Regions from separate parts of the Sus scrofa genome. Here all the other regions are linked to region 1. Evidence: chromatin contacts called from public Hi-C and HiChIP or PLAC-seq data. All regions are on one chromosome and are shown on one strand. The core of a region is the stretch at or near the end of the contact, and the rest is flanking DNA. Distances in the headings are between cores, read along the strand shown.

Evidence for each region. Hi-C and Micro-C count contacts between places; a contact is called where the count stands out from the background. HiChIP or PLAC-seq counts read pairs in DNA pulled down with a chosen protein or histone mark.
Region 2: a Hi-C map of retroperitoneal adipose tissue shows a contact between it and region 1, with 1.9 times the contacts expected there. The contact joins the enhancer-like site here to the promoter of PPP1CB in region 1. A contact is called at or near these places in 2 of 5 promoter capture datasets (fetal skeletal muscle and liver), 10 of 47 Hi-C or Micro-C datasets (alveolar macrophages, embryonic fibroblasts, fetal skeletal muscle and 5 more) and 1 of 2 datasets of contacts at active chromatin or transcription factors (skeletal muscle).
Region 3: an H3K27ac HiChIP or PLAC-seq map of skeletal muscle shows a contact between it and region 1. The contact joins the enhancer-like site here to the promoter of PPP1CB in region 1. A contact is called at or near these places in 1 of 5 promoter capture datasets (liver), 5 of 47 Hi-C or Micro-C datasets (alveolar macrophages, embryonic fibroblasts, liver and 1 more) and 1 of 2 datasets of contacts at active chromatin or transcription factors (skeletal muscle).

What each region holds. Positions count from the first base shown.
Region 1 is chr3:110,471,927-110,476,081 of Sscrofa11.1, reverse strand. It overlaps PPP1CB (protein phosphatase 1 catalytic subunit beta), which reads left to right and starts at 1,694. Exons shown (of 8, transcript NM_214184.2): 1 at 1,694-1,757. The coding sequence starts at 1,706. It overlaps LOC106509865 (a long non-coding RNA gene), which reads right to left and starts at 1,117. Exons shown (of 8, transcript XR_002342800.1): 1 at 834-1,117; 2 at 422-563.
Region 2 is chr3:110,666,577-110,670,731 of Sscrofa11.1, reverse strand. It overlaps PLB1 (phospholipase B1, membrane-associated), which reads left to right. Exons shown (of 59, transcript XM_021087673.1): 22 at 2,789-2,897. Among named protein-coding and RNA genes, the nearest start is that of PLB1, 73 kb to the left of the region's middle. Within about 2 kb of position 1,836, at least 16 of the 83 cell types and tissues checked have an H3K27ac peak or open chromatin away from gene starts, as enhancers often do. A contact at or near this core is called in omental adipose tissue and retroperitoneal adipose tissue, where this site is marked.
Region 3 is chr3:110,612,243-110,616,397 of Sscrofa11.1, reverse strand. PLB1 (phospholipase B1, membrane-associated) reads left to right here. Exons shown (of 59, transcript XM_021087673.1): 56 at 613-717; 57 at 1,192-1,287. LOC106509865 (a long non-coding RNA gene) reads right to left here. Exons shown (of 8, transcript XR_002342800.1): 5 at 2,966-3,190; 6 at 1,207-1,274; 7 at 649-867. Among named protein-coding and RNA genes, the nearest start is that of PLB1, 130 kb to the left of the region's middle. Within about 2 kb of position 2,162, at least 23 of the 83 cell types and tissues checked have an H3K27ac peak or open chromatin away from gene starts, as enhancers often do. A contact at or near this core is called in skeletal muscle, where this site is marked.

The sequences.
Region 1 (4,155 bases), core at 445-2,944:
CTCAGGGGAAACGAACCCAAATAGTATCCATGAGGATGTGGGTTTGATCCCTGGCCTTGCTCAGTGGGTTAAAGGATCCAGCATTGGCTCAAGCTGCAGTGTAGGTCACAGATGCGCTCAGATCTGACATTGCTGTTGCTGTAGCATAAGCCAGCTGCTGCAGCTCTGATTTGACCCCTAGCCTGGGAACTTCGATATGCCCTAAAAAGCAAAAATAAACAAATAAATAAATAAAGCAACGCCAGAGCACATAAAAAGATCTCATCAATGTCAGCTATTACTAGCAATAGGTGAGCGGGAGCAGCACTGCCTTGAGCTTGAGACAGCATCTTGTTTGATTTTTGTGGACAAACACCTGAGGAATGAGTAAAGATTTCCCATCTGACCACCTCTGAGAACGGGCCAAAAAACTCTCGCTTACCTAGAAGCTTTGCGTGGCTACTCTTTCTCCTGTATTTCTAGAGGCAGAATTATGTGGTAGAAAGACGAGGTGAACAACGAACTGTTCTGAGCCTCTGTGCTTCCTTGTCCCTCTCTTCCGCGTACCAGATACTTAGTGGGAACTGCAGGCACAAAGATAAATTTAGTTTACCCTATAGCAGCTCACAGTAGAGTGTAGGAGATAAAAATGCAACAACAATTATAAGATACGATGATGAAGCAATATAATGAAGGTATTTTTTTCTTGCTCAAAAATACACTGTGGAAAAACAGTAAGCTATGTGAAAGCGCTCTGTAGAGAGCAGAAAGCAGTTCCCACGTAAAACATTATTACTGCTGACCCTCAGGGCCCAATTTAATTTATTTCATCTAGGAACACCAGGGCAACCAACCTTGTGGAACCGTAGGGTAAAAATCCCTCATTTGCAATGTCAAGCTTTTCCAGCAGAGTAACCCCATTCTTGCTTCCCAAACGCGCAAATCCAGTTTCAAACATGGGTAATGCAGTCTGTGTTTCCCGCCTAACAAGACCCGGGAATTGGCTTGCAACACCAGGATTGAAACCAAGAAAAGAAAGGCGAGGCGGGAAGAGCACAAGAACTACGTCGTCTGCTGAGCGCCCAGCCTCAGGGAGCTGGGAAGCGGAAGGTCAGCCCTGCCTACGCGCGCCCTGCGTAATGGGAGCTTTCCCAGAGCATCAAACCCCCGGGAGCCTTGAGGGCGCCTGCGCAGCCGCGACGATTCGGCGCAGTGGAAGTGGAGAGGGAAGGCGACGCACCTGCGCAAAGGCGGCGACGCGGCGGCGGCAGAACCGAGTCTAGTGCGATTGCGCCGCGGCTGGCGGACGGGGGGGGCGCCGCGAAGGAGTGCGCCGTGCGGCTGCGCGGAGGCCTGCGTGGCGCGGTGGCGGGGAAGGGCGGTGTGGAGTGAGTGGCGCTGCGGGTGGGGCCGTCGGCGGCGCTGGTGAGCTTTGCGGAGTTGGGCGGTGCCGAGGAGGAGGAGGTGGCGGCTGGGTCTGACGCGGCCCGGTTCGTGGGGGCTCCGCTTGTTTATTTATTTATTTATCGTGTGTGCCTCCGAGTGTGCGGCGCTCCACTACTTGGTGGGGAGGGGGTGGGGGAGGGCCTGGGGGAAGGGGGAGTTGGAACCGGGGTCGAAACGCCGCGTGACTTGTAGGTGAGGGAACGCCGAGCGGTCGCCGCAGCCTCTGCCGCCGAGAAGCCCTTGTTCCCGCGGCCGGGAAGGAGCGTCTAGTGCCGACAAGATGGCGGACGGGGAGCTGAACGTGGACAGTCTCATCACCCGACTGCTGGAGGGTGAGTCGGGGCCTGGCCGGCCGCGGAGAGGGGAGGTTCCCTCAGCCCTGCTTCCTCCTCCGCCAACCGGAGCGGGCGGGAACCCCCTTTCCCGCCCCAGGGCGGCCGCCGAGGAGCGGGCTAAGAAGCTGGTGGGCCGGAGGAAGCGGGCTCCGGGAACACGGCCCGGGGTTGGGGTGGGGGGGTGGGGGTGAGGCGGGCGAGAGGGGCTGACCCCGCGGGCGGGCAGTGCCCCTGCGGACCTACGGGGACCCGCACAGCGGCGCGCCGAACGCGGGTAGAGGAGCCCCGGGCTGCTGGGTGACCCTTCCCAAAGAGGGTGCCAGGATGCGTGCTCTTGTGCTTTGTATGCCGGTGGAAAGTGTATTCCTTCTCTGTTCTCTTTGTGCCTTGCCCTTGGCTGCCTCCGATTCTTGTTCTGGGAGTGGATTTTATAAAACCTTCTCCTTGAGAAAACTGTTTGATCTGTTCTGCATTTTTTACTTGATGCTTCCAGGACCAGCTCTATTTAAGGAGAAGATGGAGTTGAGTAGCTTTCATTTATTATTTAGCTTTAAAAATGAGTAAAACAAAAGTATTTGAGCGAGCTGAAGATGCACGCAAGAAATACGAAATATGTAGACATGTTTACTGAAGCGCTTGGTTTTCGGGTTTGAGAATTTAACAGGTTTGAGCAGGCTTTAAATTCTGCATAAACTTAGAAAAGGTCGATTGTCAAGCTTCGCTTGTGTTTAAAAGATATTTACAAGTCTTCACAGCTTTTGAAGTTTCTGGGCCCTTCTGTTTTTATTGGATAGTTTTATGTTAGGGTAAAGAGAAGAGATGGAGCGGCCAGGATGTTACTCAAAGTCAATCGCGATTTTCTGCCAGTGAATCCCTTTGCCCTGAAGTTTGCGTCATCGCTAAACTGCTTTTAGAGTGTGTAGAAAAGAAACTAAGCTATTAAAAGAAAAAAATGTAGAGTCCTCTCTCAGAAAGCGTGGAAGGGTTGCATGTGCATTGTTACTTGCTTTCAAATTTCCTGAAGATAAGTGTTTGGTACAGTGAAGCAGTGTGTGCTTACATTTGGAAAATCTTCACAGAAGATTATATGTTTGAGGGGCGGCGGAGAGGGCGCTAGTTCTTTTTTATCCGCCCATGTGTGTATCTCTTCAGTTCTGTGTGTACCGTTGTGTAACAAACTACAGTATATTTGTTCCAGATGTGCAAGCGTTCCAGCAGTCTAAGACTGAGTAAAAAGCCTTCCTGCAGTCGTAAGACTGAATAAGGAGCAAAGTTTTACAGGGAACTCTTGTTTGCCTTTCCTTTTGCTATCAAGTTATTCTTGGGAGGCCCCCTGGTGCCTACAGTCCGTGTTCACTGTTAAAGACTGCGGATTTTAACAGATGTGAACATCTTACTGGGTCCACGAGACGTTTGCTTTGGGGGAAACATTTTGTTTGTGTGTGTGTAGCTGTGCGTTATTCTAAGGGGGAAATACAGCTATGTAAAATTTTTAGTGTCTTGTTAACTTTGAGGGATATTTATGCCCACCACCAACTGGTACAAAAAACTTTTATACGTTTTAAACTTAGCTTGTAAAATTGAAATATTTGAAAATCCGATGCTTGTTATCTCAACTTCCTCACTTTTATTTTCCATATATTTACATATTTATATACTTAATAGACATAAAACACAGTAGACTTAAGTGTTTTGAAATATTTAACAGGGGGCCTTTTGTCAGATGCACCTTTTTATGATTTAATTAAGAAACTTCACTAGTGGATTTTTCAGGGGTTTTTAGAAAAAAGGTATCATGGGGGAAATAGGCTAAGTAATTTGTTTCTGTGAATTCAAATTACATGAATATTCGGCTCTGGTTTCAGATGATTTCTTTCTTCCCTTCCTTTTTTTTCCCCTCCCTTTCTTTCCTTCTTTCTTGATTTCTAGTCCAGACATTTTCTCCTTTTAAATTAGCAAACATTTATTGACCTGCTTTGTGCCAGTCACCAGGAATCCAAAGATAAGAGACAATCTCTTCACTCAGGGAACTCCCAAATCCAAACAAGGGACTTTTCCGGCTTTTTTAGCCTGCTCTTGGGCAGTGAAGAATGTCATTACTTGCTTCTTAATCCCAGGAAGTATATTTAGTTTTGACAGTGCCTCCCTGGGATTCTTAAATTCTTCAGGCTTCTCTTATTCCCCTTTCCAAAATCTAGACCTATTCAAAGACATCCAAAAACTGGCTTGGATTTTCTAATAAGTAATTATTTTTAGTCTTCAAATAAAATCTTTTTTGTCTGCCTTGATTTTCAGTGATGTTACATGCTAACTAAATTTAACTCAAATTCAAGTAAAGCTGCCTAGCAGAATAGCTGTAGGTGGTGTTGTTGTTTTTAGTATTAAATGAAAGTAC
Region 2 (4,155 bases), core at 587-3,086, 190 kb before region 1:
TGACTGGGCTGTGAGCTAGGCCAGCATATACAACAGCTCTCTAATTCCCGTGCTGTTATGGTGGGTGAGACGAGAGGAAATTATCAGACTCAAGACCTTTCACTGGGAGTTCCCGTCGTGGCTCAGTAGTTAACGAACCCGATGAGGATCCATGAGGATGCGGGTTCCATCCCTGGCCTCGCTCAGTGGGTTAAGGACCTGGCATTGCCATGAGCTGTGGTGTAGGTCGCAGATGTGGCTCAGAGCCTGCATTGCTGTGGCTGTGGTGTAGGCTGACAGCTGTAGCACCGATTCGACCCCTAGCCTGGGAACCTCTATATGCCAAGGGTACAGCCCTAAAAAGCAAAAAAAAAAAAAAAAAAAAAAAAAAAAAAGCGTATAAGACTTTTCACTGAAGGGATTTCTACAAGATTGAGACAATATCCCCCAACACACTTAGCCCAAGGACAGAACCGTTGCCTGTTCAGACTCCCTTGCTAGCATTGTAAAGACAGACTGATTGTAGGGACGGGGTCATCCATGGGGAAATAAGCACATGGAAATATGCTGGAAAACTTAGGAGAACATAGGGTCAGACCAGAACCTCAGTTCAGCTCCCTCCTCAGCTGAATCCAGCAAGTACTCCAGTGCTGGGTGCTTGGGAAACAGGAGAATGATGCCTGGCCAGACGACATCCCTGAAGCTCTTTAGGGCCATGTCTCCCTAAAGACAGACACGTGTACCAATAATTGTAGCCACCTCCAAAGTTTAGGGGAAAGAAAATAAGAAGGCTGTTAACACTGCCTTTTAAAAAGGGACTTTAAGAACTGGAATTCATCAGGTGAAGAAAGAGAGAGAGGCATGTTTCTGGCAGCGGTAACGGCGCACCAGCAAGTCCTTGCCCTGTCCGATGGGTAGTGTCTTTCTGTGATATTCCTGCTAAGTACCTAACTGGCCTCTGCTGGGTTCCTCCAGTAACGGGGAGTCTAGGACAATCTCTTCCAACTTCAGAGAGCTCTAGTGATCTCACAGCTCTTCCTTCTGTTCAAGAGATCAGAGGCATTGCCATCCATTGGTACAACGCCCCCAAAGCCACAAGGAATGAGTTCAATCCATCTGTGCTGTGTAGACCCCATGGCAGTGCTTGTTGATCAAGAGCACTCTGCTGGATGGTGTGGTGCCTGAAAGTCTTGACTGATACCCATCCAGTGTCTAGCCCACATCCTAGTAGCTTTTGGGCCAGGGGGAAGTACCATGTACTGGAGCCGAGAGACTGAGATTCTAGCTTGGGATTCTATTCTCAGTAACCATATGACTTTTAACAATCCCCCCCCAGCTTTTCCGAACTTGGAGTTATTCTTAACACGTCCATAAGAATTTATTGAGCATATGCAATGGTGTAAACAGATCCTGCTGTCAGGATTTCTCAGCCAAGTTGGGGAAGATGGGAAAGTGAAAAGTCAAGTGTAGATCCAGTGTCGTAAAGGCATTAGAATGCATGAGATTGAAAAGATGCACAAAATTGGCAAGCAGTTAGACTGACCAAGGTGGACGGGGGAGGGGAGAGCGCCTAACCATCAGAAATGAAAGAGGAGACACTAGTCCACAAATAAAAAGGACTAGGAGATGACACTTTGAACAACGGTAGCAATGGTATGCCAATCTGTTAGACAATTTAGATGAAATGGACAAATTCCTAGACAGACACAAACTACCGAGAACTGAGTCCAGAAGAAATAGAACATCTGAATAGATTTAGAAGCTGAGAGATCCATCATTGAAAGACTTCCCATCTGAAAGAAAAAAAAAAAAAAAAAAAAAGCCAGGCTGTTCTGGTTTCACTGGTGACTTCCCTCAAACATTTAAAGAAGAGATAATACCAATTCTTCACAAATTCCTCTCAAAAATAGAGGAGGAGGGACTACTTCCCAGTTGAGTCAATGAGGCCAGTATTATTGTCAATTAGGCCCTAAGGCCAAAATAAGACAAAGACGCGGCAAGGAAAGAAAACTACAGATCAGTATCCCCTTTGAATATAGATGGAGGCGTTCTCAACCAAATACCAGCAAACCAAATCTAGCAAGTATAAAACCGATCATACCCCATGACCAAGTGGAATTTATCCCAGGAATGCCAAGTTAGGTTAAAATCCGAAAACGTGATATAGTCGCACATGGGATCTTTATTATTTGCCACTAAAAAGGAATGAAGTACCAATTCATACTATAACACGGATGACCATTGATAAAAAACTTGCCAAGAGAAAGCAGCCGGAAACAAAAGACATCGTGTATTGTACGATTCCCTTTATACGAACGTCCAGATTTAGAAGCCAACCTGTAGAGACGGAGAGTAACTTAGAGGTTGCCATGGAGCTGGGAGAAATGGGGGGAGACAGCTCATGGATACAGGGCTCCGTTGGGGGTGATGAAAATGTTCTGAAGTTTTTTGGGGGGACAGTTGCCCAACTGTATGAATGAACTAAAAGCCATCAGGTTGTACTCTAAACTGGCGAATTTTATGACATGCGAATGAAGCAATTGCATATTTAGAGAAGAAAGCAAAGTGCCTGAGAGCAGCACCTGAGCCAGCCTGGCATTGATTCAACCCTACTTCACAGCACCTGTGTGTGCTGCCCCCGTGGTTCAGCACCAGCCTGCTGGATGGTTTGTTTCACTGCCAAGTGAACAGTAAGCCTGAGAGCTGTGGGGTGGGGCCCCTGCTTTGTCCCCAGCCCCCCCTGGTGCTTATCAAAGGAATGTGGAGATGGCTTTGGGGCAGTGACTACACTTATCTCTTCCATTTCCAGACATCCTCCGGGAATTCAACCCTTCCCTGAAAGGCTTCTCTGTTGGGACAGGAAGAGAAAACAGCCCTGGGGCCTTTCTAAACCAGGCTGTGGCAGGATCCCGAGCAGAGTGAGTGGGGGGCCCTGGGGCGGGGGCGCGGGGGTGGTGGTGAACCACACACATCCTCTGGGAACCTCTAGGTTGACCTAGACTGGGGTGTATGGTTGAAGGTTGGGGGGTTGGCCTAGGGCAAGGGTCTAAAGTCAAAGACTGGATGGGGTGGGCTCTCTTGGGGTTGTCCCTTCTTGTGGGACACATAAACCTGCTAGCCCACCCCTCCCTGGACCTCCAGGAACTAGTCACAGTTGATTCTGATGCCAGGTACATGCTTTGAGCAGTTGACTTTGCCTCCTCTATAAACCTCATGTTCACCTAAGGCAGCGGCCGTGAGCAGACTCTGTCTGAGTCCCAGGTCTTATCACTCTGGCAGTGCTCTGCCTTTCCTGCCCTCTTCTCCTCCTCTGCCTCCAACTTGCTTTTCAGGCTGCATACTTGGCATCCTTCCTGGCTACTGGGAAGAGCGCCAGTCTTGGGGGCGGGGCTTGGGGGTGGTCTGCGCCTGAGCCCTGGCTTCTCCCCTGGCCTCTCTAAGCCTTGGCCTCTAAGAACTGGGGCTGACCCTCTCCCACGGGGCAGCTGGGAGGCTCAGTGCCATGTTGAATGGGACAGTTCCAAGGAGCTGAAAATCATGCAGACACATTGGGTTGGGATAGTGGTCCCAGCAGCCATGCAGCAGGGCTGCACGACCCACCTGGGGAAAACTGTGAGTGAGTGACGGGACAACAGGGTCGTGGTGGAGGGTTCCAGCAAGCAGGGTCCAGCTCTCCAGGTCCTACAGCTCCAGGCCTCTCCACAATTCCGGAGCCCTGCATGCCTCTTGGGATTTGCTGCCAGGCCAGCAGACCAAGGCATGCCACATCCATCTAGGAAAAGTGAACAGAATGATCCTTTCTGATGCTCAGTCCTATGTTTCTTCCAGAATCATCACAAACCTCACTTTACCATGTAGTTCCAAGGGATTCCTAGGTTTTGGTTCCTAGATCCCCTGAGACCTTCTCCCAGCTCTCAGCACAGCCCTGAACAGCAGTCCCCACCAGAGGAACCCTTATTTATCCATGACAGGAAAGGGCACACATGGACCAAAGCAGATATCGTACAAAACCTAACAGTTCTTGTAACAAATTCTGTGGCTTCATTTTCCTTTTGGTGGGGGAGGGGTGAAAGGCATAAAATTTTAGGCTCATGTTGCTGTGACCACAATCTTGCTTTTTTCCAAGCATGTGTCAGCTGGTGGTTTAAGAGGAGAGGCAGTCTGGAGGTCCTGCTG
Region 3 (4,155 bases), core at 913-3,412, 140 kb before region 1:
CGGCTCTAGGCTCCCAGAGGTGGCGCCACCCCTGTGGCCATGGGTCTCCCTCCCTCCTCACATCCATGGCTGTTCTTGCCCCCTGCCCCCGGCCCGGCCTTTCTGCAGCATATCCACCTCATGTGCTTGTCATCTTCTTTGAAGAAGCCCCCCCCCTCCCCCTGCCTCACTCCCCCGGTAACTTTAGTGAGCACTTCACCGACCCTACAAGCCCTGTCTGGTTTCAGGGTTTTTACATCCTGTCTCACATTTCCCAGATGGATGACCAGCTCCTGGAGGATAAACACAACTAGTCTATCCCTTGTACAGTCCACAGGATACCCATCCCCCAAGGTCACGGGCATGTTGAGGAGCTGGTGTGGAAAGGCTCCCCACTTGAATGGGAACCCTGTGTCTCTAAGTCGCTTCTTCAGGCGGTGAGAACAGGGGAGGCCTTGGGCCCGAGCCAGATGGCAGGGCCCAGCGGGGTGGCGCCCACGCCTGGGGCAGACTAAGCATCTGCACATGCCCTTTCGGTCCCTTGGCCCCAACCTGGCCCACCCAAGGCCGCAGGACAGACCCCACCCGCCCAGCCTGCCGGGAGGGTTGAGCAGCCTCTCCCCCCATCCACAGAGCAGCATCTCCGGCTTCTCCTTCCGGCCCCAGTACCTGCAGCGGGAGGACTTCGCGGTGGTCGTGCAGCCGTTCTTCCGGCACACGCTGGCCCCCCTGAACAACGTAAGCTGCCACCGGGTCGGGGAAGCCGGATTTCAGGCGATGTATTTCCTTCTCCACGTGGGCTTTTCTGGACCATCCCTACGAGAGCGTCCCCGCGGGGTTGCTTTTCCCTGCACCGCCTTTTTTGAGTATAACTAGGACCGAGATGTCCTTGAAAGAAAAGGAGAAAATTAACAGTGACCACGCTCCTCCGCCTAGCTCCCTAGCTGGACTGGGATGAAAGGGAACGTGTCCTAAAAATATTCCTTTTCAACTCTTAGGGCAGGGATGCTGAAGGGACAGGGATGGACTGGAGGTGGGTAGAATTTTTAAAAAATAAAAATGCCCTAAGCAGGGATTTTCTCCATCAAGATCTGAGCCAGTTGGCAGCAGAATTGAAAGGAGGAACGTTGAAAAGCCCAGGGCGCCGCTGCCTGGGGGGGCAGGTGGCAGGGCCCTCGCCCCAGGGAGATGACCCCTTGCCTTTGCTCACAGAGAGGGGGCGCTGACCTCAGCATCTTCTCCGAGGACTGTCTGCACTTCTCTGAACACGGGCATGCCGAGCTGGCCATCGCTCTCTGGAACAACATGGTCAGTGCCTGGGGGTCAAGGGGGCTGGTTTGTGTCACCTTAGATGCCGACTCTCTTTCCCACAAGGAGAAACCTACTGGCCCATGTGGCTCCTTTCTCCCCAAGGCACAGAACCGGCAGCTCATTTATTTGTCCTGACCGATTCGATTCGCTCGGCAGTGCCCAGTGCTGTCGGGGGATGACCTAGTCCCCAGGGAGCCTGGATGAAAATATCAGCTGCCACCCCTTACTGGGTGACCTTTGGCAAACTCTCTCTCCCTGGCTATTTGTATCAATAGCTACAAAAACAACAAAAATGACAGAGACCTCAAGAAATTGAGATAACGTGCGCATAGCACCCAGCCCGAGCATCAGCATTCAGCAGATGTCAGCCCCGTTCCTCCAGCCAACACATTCCCAACCATTCTCTCTTTAAACAGCAGAAAGAAAAGAGCCAATCAGCCTGGTTGCCCAGGCTGCCACTTGTTCTAGCCCTTTCTGATGAGGAAAAGGGAACCTCCTGAAATGAACCTAGAGCCCAGGGGCCACAGCCCAGCTTTCGGCCTCGCCTCTGCCTTTTGTGGATGGCCACTCGCTATGGGACCGTGAGCTCTGGTTGCACAGAGCTCGACCCGTAACCCTGAGAGCTGCATCCTCTCGCTCAGAGCAAATGAAATGCCTTTCCAATCCATGGGTTTCTTTTGATCCAGGCTCTGTGGGTAACCCAATCCCCACCCCGACTGGCGTGTTCCTTCATTTCTCCCATGGTGACTAAACAGTCTTACACGCCTGCTCCTTTCATTGCAGTTTCGGGCTCGCTGTGGCTCTGCCAAGCACCACTGTGCAAATATTCCCACACCTGTCAGCTCCTCCAGCGTGTCCAGTGTCTCACTCGGCTGACTCACAATATTGACTTTCTCCTTAGCTACACCTCCTCCTCCTCTTCTCAGAACAGCATGTAAGGAGCTTTTATCCTTGGCCTACTTAATTGCAGACTCAGCCTTCCTCTGCTTTTGTTTGCCTGGTGTTTTCCCACTGTTGACATCACATTCTGCCCACTCTTAGAACTTTCGTCATATCTGTCAGCCCAGGATTCTGAACTACAGTCAGAATAGCTTTGAGTTCCCTCCCAACCCTACCTCCACAGTACTTTTTTTTTTTTTGTCTTCTTAGGGCCGCACCCGCAGCATATGGAGGTTCCCAGGCTAGGTGTCAAATCAGAGCTCTAGGTGTTGGCCTACACCAGAGCCACAGCAACTCCAGATCAGAGCCATGTCCACGACCTACACCACAGCTCAAGGCAACGCCAGATCCTTAACCCATTGAGTAAGGCCAGGGATCAAACCCGCAACCTCATGGATCCTAGTCGGGTTCGTTAACCACTGAGCCACAATGGAAACACCCCACAGTACTTTTTAAATCAAAATTAAAACAACGTAATTCCTGAGAACAGTTATGTTTCTTTTGAAGATTCTTTTTTTGGTTTGTTTGTTTCTTGCTTTGAAGTCCAGTTGCCTTTCAGTGGCTGAGTCACTCGGCTTCATTCCTCTTAAAATCCTCCCCAAAATTGGATAGCTGTGCATGGTTCCACTTATCCCTCTCTGACCTCAAGGGAACCCACGGATTCTGAGGAGGAGCAGGAATGCTAAGCCCTGAGCCTTTCCTTCCCAGCATCCCCATCAAGGTTCAGTCCTCCTACCTGGGGCCTTCTGAGCCTGCTGAGCGCCAAGACCCTCCACGCATCTCCTCGGGGTCGGTGGCCGCATGATGTCACGATGACGTGAACATGACAAGGCCCACGGGTCTCATTCTGCATGAACTAATGTAGTTCTGACCTTCTCTTCCAAAGCAATCTCAGTAGTTCTTGCTATTCACTCAAGTGAGAGGCTTTTATTCCACACAAGTAAGTGGGAGGGATTTAGATCTGAAAACAAAAGGGAAACACTGCCATGGAGCCATATTATTAATACTACAAGGCCGTCTGTGGCTCCCCAGCCATCCCCCAAATTCCAAAAACGACAAAAGCAAGGCAAAATGAACCTAAAATCACCTAAGAGTGTCTTATCTGCAGCTGCACCTCAGATTTGATTCCTGGTCCTGGAGCTTCCATATGCCGGAGTGTGGCCACATGTACCAAAAAAAAAAAAAAAAGCAAAACAAACCTAAAATCATCTAAGAGTATCTTATCGGCTATATACATTGGGGAAATAATTACATAGTCCAGTGTTTTCCATCCAAAACTATCTTGGATATATCATGTCCACTTTTCAGATTATCTTCTTCCTGGAATTTCACCCCTAGGGTGACATAAAATAACAAACCGATAGAACTGGAAAGGATCTTAGAGGTCAGCCAGCCAGAATGCTCTAGAACTACAATGTAGGGACACAGAGCAATTTGCACAAGATCACACAATGGCAGAATAGGGATTAGAACCCAGGTCTAATCGCCAAGGGTCCTAGCCACAGCACCACCCTGCCTCCCTGCTCCCAGACTGATAAGCACATGTGCAACCAGTGAATTCATGTCTCCTAATTAGAGTCCTATGACATAGTGTCTGCAGACCTTGGCTGACACCCAGGGGAGCCCACTGTGGCCACACACACTTGAAAGTGTTTCATCCCCTGCCTGTCCTCTCAGAACAGTTTATGCCTCCTTCTCCAGAGACTTCCACAAAGCCAGAAACACCAATGGCACTTGGGAATGTTCTTCTCTTCTTCTGAACAGTTTTTCCTCCTCTTTTCTGATGCCTGTTCCTCCACTGCTGCCTGCTCCGTCTTCTGTGGTCGCTCCCTCAAGGCAAACACCGGCATCTCCCCCGGGGAACTGGGTGGCCACGCTAGTCTAATTGGTGGCCCTGTCCCCAGGCTTACAGCTATCAGAACAGCA